Regions from separate parts of the Bicyclus anynana genome. Here region 2 is linked to region 1. The links are chromatin contacts, called in public Hi-C maps. All regions are on one chromosome and are shown on one strand. The core of a region is the stretch at or near the end of the contact, and the rest is flanking DNA. Distances in the headings are between cores, read along the strand shown. Region 1 overlaps LOC112054536 (ras GTPase-activating protein raskol). Region 2 overlaps LOC112054536 (ras GTPase-activating protein raskol).

Region 1 (3,654 bases), core at 651-3,150:
CCACGTCCGGGTGACGTTAGATATCGGGGACCTCGTCTTCGCCGGCGAAGACGCTGTGTTGCTTGTGATTGTGTTGCCCGGGAACCATTGTCATGTCATCGTCTGGATCGTAAAGGACGTTTTTGGGACGCCTCTGCTTGAAGTTAGTGTTAAGGTTGGGAGTGTAGTTGCAGGCCTCAACCACTAGTTGGTTGGGATGGATGGCAGCTCTGTCGAAATAGTTTCGAGAGAGCTGTTTCATGTAACTAGCTCCTCTGCTAACGGTATCGAAGCGGTACGGTGCGGTGTTCGAGCCTCACAGATACGCACCGGATGGGCGAGGACCATAGACTATGGTGAGGACTGTGGAGCGAAGGAAGGACGCCTCATGTCCTGCTGTAAAACTGCCGAACGCGGTGCCTTCGCCAAAACAGTGTGTTGTGATCTCATTGTAATTCGATGCACATACGTCTCGCTTTGAATATATTTGAATGTGAATATTTAAAAGCTACTGAATTAGTAAAACGTAAATTCATTAGCTGTCTTAAATAATAAATCTTTATTTGTAAATAAATCTTATCATAGTAATAAAATATATGAAGCATATAGGTATATAGGTATTTCGTGTAGGTAGGTAACTCGAAGTTTGTAATATAAACTAAATATATGTACTTAAATTAAGGGTATAGCCCAGTGGATATGACTTTTACCTCCGATTCCGGAGGGTGTGGGTTCGAATTAGGTCCGGGGCATGCACCTCCAACTTTTCAGTTAAGTGCATTTTAAGAAATTAAGTATCACGTGTCTGAAACGTGGAAGGAAAAACATTGTGAGGAAACCTGAATACCAGAGAATTTTCTTAAATTTCTGCGAAAAAGTCTGCCCATCCGCATTGGGCCAGCGTGGTGAACTATCGGTCTAACCACTCTCATCCTGAGAGTAGACTCGAGCTCAGCTGTGAGCCGAATATGGGTTGATAATGATGAAATTAAGCGTATTAAGTATGTACCTACTGATTTATTTAAATTGTCTGGGTACCTAGGTACATACCTAAGTGTAGAAAACTAATTTCAGTTTACCTAATTAAATATTTAATTAATTATTTAAATCATTTAAAAAGAAGATAATTGTATGAAATAACGTAGCTGTCTTACTACTAATGACCTTAGGAGTTAGGCCGCATTTAATACCTAGTTAAGAATCCTTATTTAGATGATGGTTAGTGTTGTAGTTAATTAGTGACCGTTATGGGTACATCTCATAGCTTAGACCATTCTTTTTAATGGTCTAAGTCTCATAGCGACATTAAGGCCATAAATATATTTACAAAATCGTTTCCGAGCCAAATGTGGCAACCATAAACACTTGTCCTTACTAGAACACAATAGATTCCTATTCAATATGCATACACTTTTGAATTCTAACAGGTAGGTAATTGCTGATACCTACGTGCACAAATAGTGGAGTGACGGATCTACCTACATGCACCTGTGGGTTGAAAAAAGTAGGACTATGAAGGTTCAATTACGCACGCAAAGACGCAAAGCAAAAACTTTGCATGCATTGAAGTTAAATTAAAGACAAACTATGATAGTCATATTTTCAGAAATCATGTACCTATGTGTCAGAGAACACTAGGTATTAATTAATATAACATCAGCTCTTGTGCTCTTGCATCTGCCATCTGAATCATCATTCCTTCGGTTTCTTTCAATACAGACAGATTGTGATGATTAAAAATGTAATATATATTTCTGTGTTGTTTTCTTTCTTCATAATATTTTTTTCATCTTCATTTTCATTTCATTCATCAATTAGTATCTGTAATAGAATAAAATAATAGTAATGTCAGTACTACAGTACTTATATGTTATACATCTAGCGCCACCTATCGGTGATTAGAAATACTGTTATACGGATCGCGCAGTGTTTCAACTCGATCAACTAACTGATTATTCTACTTCACGCTAGATGGCACGCTTTGTATCTTTAGTTTCTACTTTTATTATTAGCTTTATTAACAATGTCGACATAGCTTTTTATTACTAGAACTAGAAAAAGACGTCTTACTAGACGTCTAATTAAAACTTTTTCTAATATTTAAATATTTATCAATTAATTATTTATCAATGTATTTAGGTAAATAAAATTGAAGTGTTTATCTTTGATTTCAAAATATCTGTGTTTTCTCAAATTCTGTTAGTAGCATAGGTAGGTACCTATTTACTCTATATCAAAACAAAAAAAATTGTCTGTCTGTCTGGGCTAATCTCTGAAACGACTGGACCAAGCGATACATGGATCTCGCGAAATTTCACGCGGACGAAGTCGCGGGCCTCCGGTACTATAAAAATGAATAACATGATCAAATGACCGAGTTCATTAACACCGCGAAAGCCTATGTCGGTGTCAGTGCCGGTGTGGGTGTCATTGTTAGTTAATTGCTGGCTGCAAGACGGCCGCAGAATAAATAACCCGGCAATTTTGCATCTCAGTTTCCGTCAGCTCCTACGCAGTAAGTAATCATCTGCTATTGAAAAATTAACCGAGCATGTAATAAAAAATTGATCCACGTCTTTATACTTAGTTATTAAAAGCTAGTAAAAGAAGGACCGATGACATCAAATGGGCAAAGAATTAGGAGCCGCTGGATGCTGGCGGCTCGAGACTTTGCAACTGTACGTTGTAGAGTCAACATCCCCTGAGGATGCTCCGGTTTCGGGGTGAAACGTACGTAGAGTATTTTGTCGGACCTGGGTGACGTTGTCGCATGGGTTCGTCGGCTTTTCGCGGATGATAGCAAAATAAATAAATCATTATATTATATTCATGATAGCCGCAAAGTAACGCCTGCTTCTATCCAATATTTAAACGAGACTGTTGTGTTTGGAAGTCATCGGCTGTTAAAGATGATGATGGTTCTATAAGATGGTTTGGGCACGCAGAGAGGATGAATGAAAAGATTATATCAAAAGGGAAAAGGTGAGGAAATGGAAGAAGGTCATGGCGAACGTTCCTGAACCAAATCGAGTACCTTGTATAGGTAGATGAGCTTTTATGAAAGCATTGATAAGAATGGAAGAAGCAAGGGAGGTAAGCAAGTACTGTAGCAAATGGGAGGATGTGGTCCCTGTTTACCCCTACGGTAATGAGGCGTGATGATAATGTAGGAATGAGCAGTGGCGTGCACAAAGTTTTAACAAGGGTAGGCTTCATACGTACAAATTTTAAAAATGTGTATACTACTAGCGAACGCTTGCGACTGTTTCCTGTGGGAAAATCGGGTTTCTTTAAATTTCTTTTCGACTGCAGACGTATTTTTTCTATACTAATATTATAAAGCTGAAGAGTTTGTTTGTTTGTTTGGTTGAACGTGCTCAACTCAGGAACTACTGGTCCGATTTGAAAAATTCTATCAGATTCTATTTGTAAAAGTCGGCTTGAAACTCGGCAGTTACACTTTTTAAATAGTACGAGCGTATTTGATGATGTGATTCGTCTCATCTACGAGAGTCAGAACTAGTCCAGGTTTTTGATTATTTTCGAAATTCTAACGCGAACAGCCAGACAAAACAAACTATAAAGTCGCCACAAAAATCAAATTAGTTAGTTGAAAAATAAAATAAGTGTATTTTCAACTTTTCGAGCTATTAAAGTACCTATGTCTTTAGATTT
Region 2 (3,811 bases), core at 1,267-3,766, 65 kb after region 1:
GTCATTCCCATCTTTCTAGTTTTCCAAGCGTTAGTGATCGTAGAAACGAGGCCTGGTACCTACATTTGAAATTGGATTATAATATCATGGCATGTTATGCAATAGATGGATTAGAATTTAGATACCATCGCTTAGATAACATTCCAGCATGTATTTATAATTTAAATGAAAATGCGTTGACGCGACGTGAGAAAACGACTGTTTATGGAACACATTATTGTAATAGAATAGATTGCTGACCCGGAAAAAGTTTTCCTGCCACATTCTTTCATACAACAATACGAAAATTGCGAACAAGTTTACGACCTATTGTCATACCTGCGAAATAATGCAAAAAAAAAAAACATTAATTCGGTCAACCCGTTTTGGACATGTGCAAAAACCGTGACACGACATTTTTACATGTCAAATTATTTAAACATAGAATTATATCATAATTTAAGGTATAAATTAAGTTTTATGCCATTCCTTGATGTCTTTTGTCAAAGGCAAAAAAAGTGATATCATACAGTAGGTCTCAGTTATTTTGATGTTTATTTTAATAGGTTGTTAATAAAGACCAAATTAGTGAATAGGCCAGCAGGTTTACATAGAACGCTTATTTGGACGTTATCAAATTGTCATGAGTGATTCGTATTTTGTAGTAAAGTCTAATTTAATTTCTACTAATACGCTCTAAGATTTTTCAATAATAGACACGAGTAGTTCATTCAATAGAAATGCATACACTTTTGTAACGTTAATCTGTTTAAATAAAATTAAACGACTGTACGAGGTCGAAAAGGAGAGATTCTACTGAATTCTACTCATTTACATTTTACAGAAATTAGTTTTATTGTATTTACGCCAATTAGCTAAACTATCCAGAACATTGAATTACCTACTTTTATATGATAAACATACAGAGGAACAAAATGTAGCTTTAGTATTTCTTAATGATTAAAAACATTTTACTTAAATATAGACCTACAAGGTGCCTCTTTCGTATATAGTATAACAAAGGCTTCGAACAGGTTTATAATGAATTAGATTATGTTCTTTTCCTTTAAATTTTGAAGACACGCTATCATATTAAAATTGGACCGTTGTATATTGTTTAACTAACTGTTTAAGAAATTAAATATCACGTGTCTCAATCGGTGAAGGAAAAACATCGTGAGGAAACCTGCATACCAGAGAATTATCTTCATTCTCTGCGTGTGTGAAGTCTGCCAATCCGCATTGGGCCAGCGTGGTGGACTATTGGCCTAACCCCTCTCATTCTGAGAGGAGACTCGAGCTCAGCAGTGAGCCGAATATGGGTTGATGACGACGACGATATTGTTTAAGGTATACTTGGCCGATTTTAAGATAAACTTCAATAGTATTTGGTATCAGAAATTTAAGATGCGATAACCTCTATTCAATTTAAACATTGCGTCGATTGAAGTGATTCAGGCCGTATTAGAAAGGAGATAGAAGGACGTGGGAATATAATTGCTATAATTATAGAAATATGTATTATTAATACAGCACATGCGTCGTTGTATGTAATAAGTATCGTGACATTATCATTGAGTCAAGTTGTATAATGACCTATTCAATACACATACTTTGCATTCTGTTTTCTGCTATTTTATTTATAAGTAACGCGATTCATTTCATTGTTAGACAAAATTACTTTAAAATAAATTTCACGATATAATATTATGTGTACAAGTAGCATACGACTAAAGATTTTATAATAGAGATATGCAGTGGCGAGCACAAGGTATGCACTATAAGTGCAAAAAAGGTATGCACTATAAGTAAAAAAACATAAATTACCTAACACGTCAAAACCTAGGCGAACAAAAGGGGTTAATTGTCTTAGTAAACGACGAAAGTTATTTAATACCCAAATATTGTCTACAATATCGAGTTGTGTTTAGGAAGTGTAAAAACTATATACACCTACATAAATATATCATGAAATTAAACACAAAATTGTATATGTGTGCGCTCAGTGGAGTAGGTAACTAAATTCGGTTCACTTTTTGCGATGATTTTATAAAATGTCGTTAGATACGACATTCATAATAATGTCGTATACCTATGTATATCGGTGTCTAATAAATTGCTTTGATTCTACTACATTATAATGTATTGATGCCTGTTATTTCTAACTTTAAATGACTACCTGCCATTGAATATAATGTTTATTTTGACATTTTTGTTTCTCAGGCTGCCAATAACAACGGAGAATACGCGACTCGAAGCCTACCTCGAGTGAGAATAGATGGAGGCAACACAGCCGGTAACGGAGTCCGGTTACGATGCTGGGCTGCACCGCCTTCTATTACAGAAGAAGAAGCCGAAGATGATATCGAAGAAGATGCCATTTCATTACGGGCTTTACCGTCGCAAGGTAAGCTTACATTTAAAAGCAACGGTATTTTAAATTGTTCTAGCGCCATCTAGCGTTGAATAGTGGTACTACGCTAAGCTGCGATGTTGACTGAATATTGTAAGTGCGCCATCTGTAGAGTATGTTGAATTGTTATTTTTTGACACTAGATGTCGCGTGTGTTTGAAGTGTATCTACTACACCCTAGATGGCTTTTATTGTAAATAAAAAGTAAAATTTTTAGACAAATAATGTAAACTTCTTAATTACTGTGTCTATGATGAATAAGTCATTCTTTTTTTGAATATTATTTTTATTTTAGAATCTTTTTTTACATTGTTGTAATAGGTAATTAATTTTTACATTGCATTTAGTTAATTCGTTTTTTTTTCTAGTAAACATGGTTTTCTAGTAAAAGTGGGTCATTAGTCACAGTCCATTACATGCATTTCTTTACAACTGTTGACGTTTTTTATACTGTTTATGAGTTTAGAATAAAATTATGTCGCAAGACAGGGTTGAAACAGGGGTTTTGTCGAGAATATAAGTTAAAAAAAAATCAATAGTAAATGAAATTAAACATAGGTAGGATACCTATTCATTAAGTTATTAAGATAATAGAAGAATACGAAGAAGTACTAGATTTTGAAGAATATTACAGGTACAGTACTTGGGCCGCGGTATAGGTTTGCGGGCTAGATCCTCATCGATTCCCCCACAGATTTTAATAATAGGTAAAGTGAATAACTTCTAATAAATATTTTAATTATGTTTTTTTTAATGTTTTTAGTTACTAATTAAAAATAATAACGATTATTTTGTGTCAGCCCTAAAGTAAATGACAATTGATGTGGAGTGACGCTTGTGCACCCATCCGCTACAAATCGATTAGAGTGAGTTTACGCCCCGGCCGCATACTTACGACTGTTTGTCTGTTCCTATTACGGATGTCCAGATTATTTTTAAAATTCCTTACGAAAGGTGACTTGATGTCAACTTGGAAACTTTGTATCTATGGATTATTTTAAAGATATGACTAAAACATACTTGCTTGAAACACAATTCATATTTTTTAGTGAGTTATAAAAATATAATAGTAGTCTTAAAAATAAGCTATTATAACGAGGCACTAGAAACTCATAATGAATATTTTATACCGTAACTAGCTGACGCCGCGCGGTTTCACCCGCGTGGTTCCCGTTCCTGTAGGAATACGGAGATAATATATAGCTTATAGCCTTCCTCGATAAATGGGCTATCTAACACTGAAAGAATTTTTCAAATCGGACCAGTAGTTCCTGAAATTAGCGCGTTCAATTGAACAAACAAACTCTTTAGCTTTATAATATTAGTATAGATTTTATGCAAAAGCTTTATCGGCCAATGAGCCAGCTATAAGAAAGCCATAATGGCGATAACTCTAACACAATTGGGTCAGCGTGGTGG

The links. Hi-C and Micro-C count contacts between places; a contact is called where the count stands out from the background.
Region 2: a contact with region 1 is called in a Hi-C map of whole body, with 7 times the contacts expected there. The contact joins two enhancer-like sites. A contact is called at or near these places in 2 of 2 Hi-C or Micro-C datasets (whole body and whole larva).

Annotation. Positions count from the first base shown.
Region 1 is chr4:14,007,786-14,011,439 of ilBicAnyn1.1, forward strand. All of the region lies in intron 2 of LOC112054536 (ras GTPase-activating protein raskol), which reads left to right. Among protein-coding and RNA genes, the nearest start is that of LOC112054536, 27 kb to the left of the region's middle. Within about 2 kb of position 1,901, at least 7 of the 8 cell types and tissues checked have open chromatin away from gene starts, as enhancers often do.
Region 2 is chr4:14,071,850-14,075,660 of ilBicAnyn1.1, forward strand. It overlaps LOC112054536 (ras GTPase-activating protein raskol), which reads left to right. Exons shown (of 19, transcript XM_052881290.1): 4 at 2,203-2,386. Among protein-coding and RNA genes, the nearest start is that of LOC112054536, 91 kb to the left of the region's middle. Within about 2 kb of position 2,517, at least 5 of the 8 cell types and tissues checked have open chromatin away from gene starts, as enhancers often do.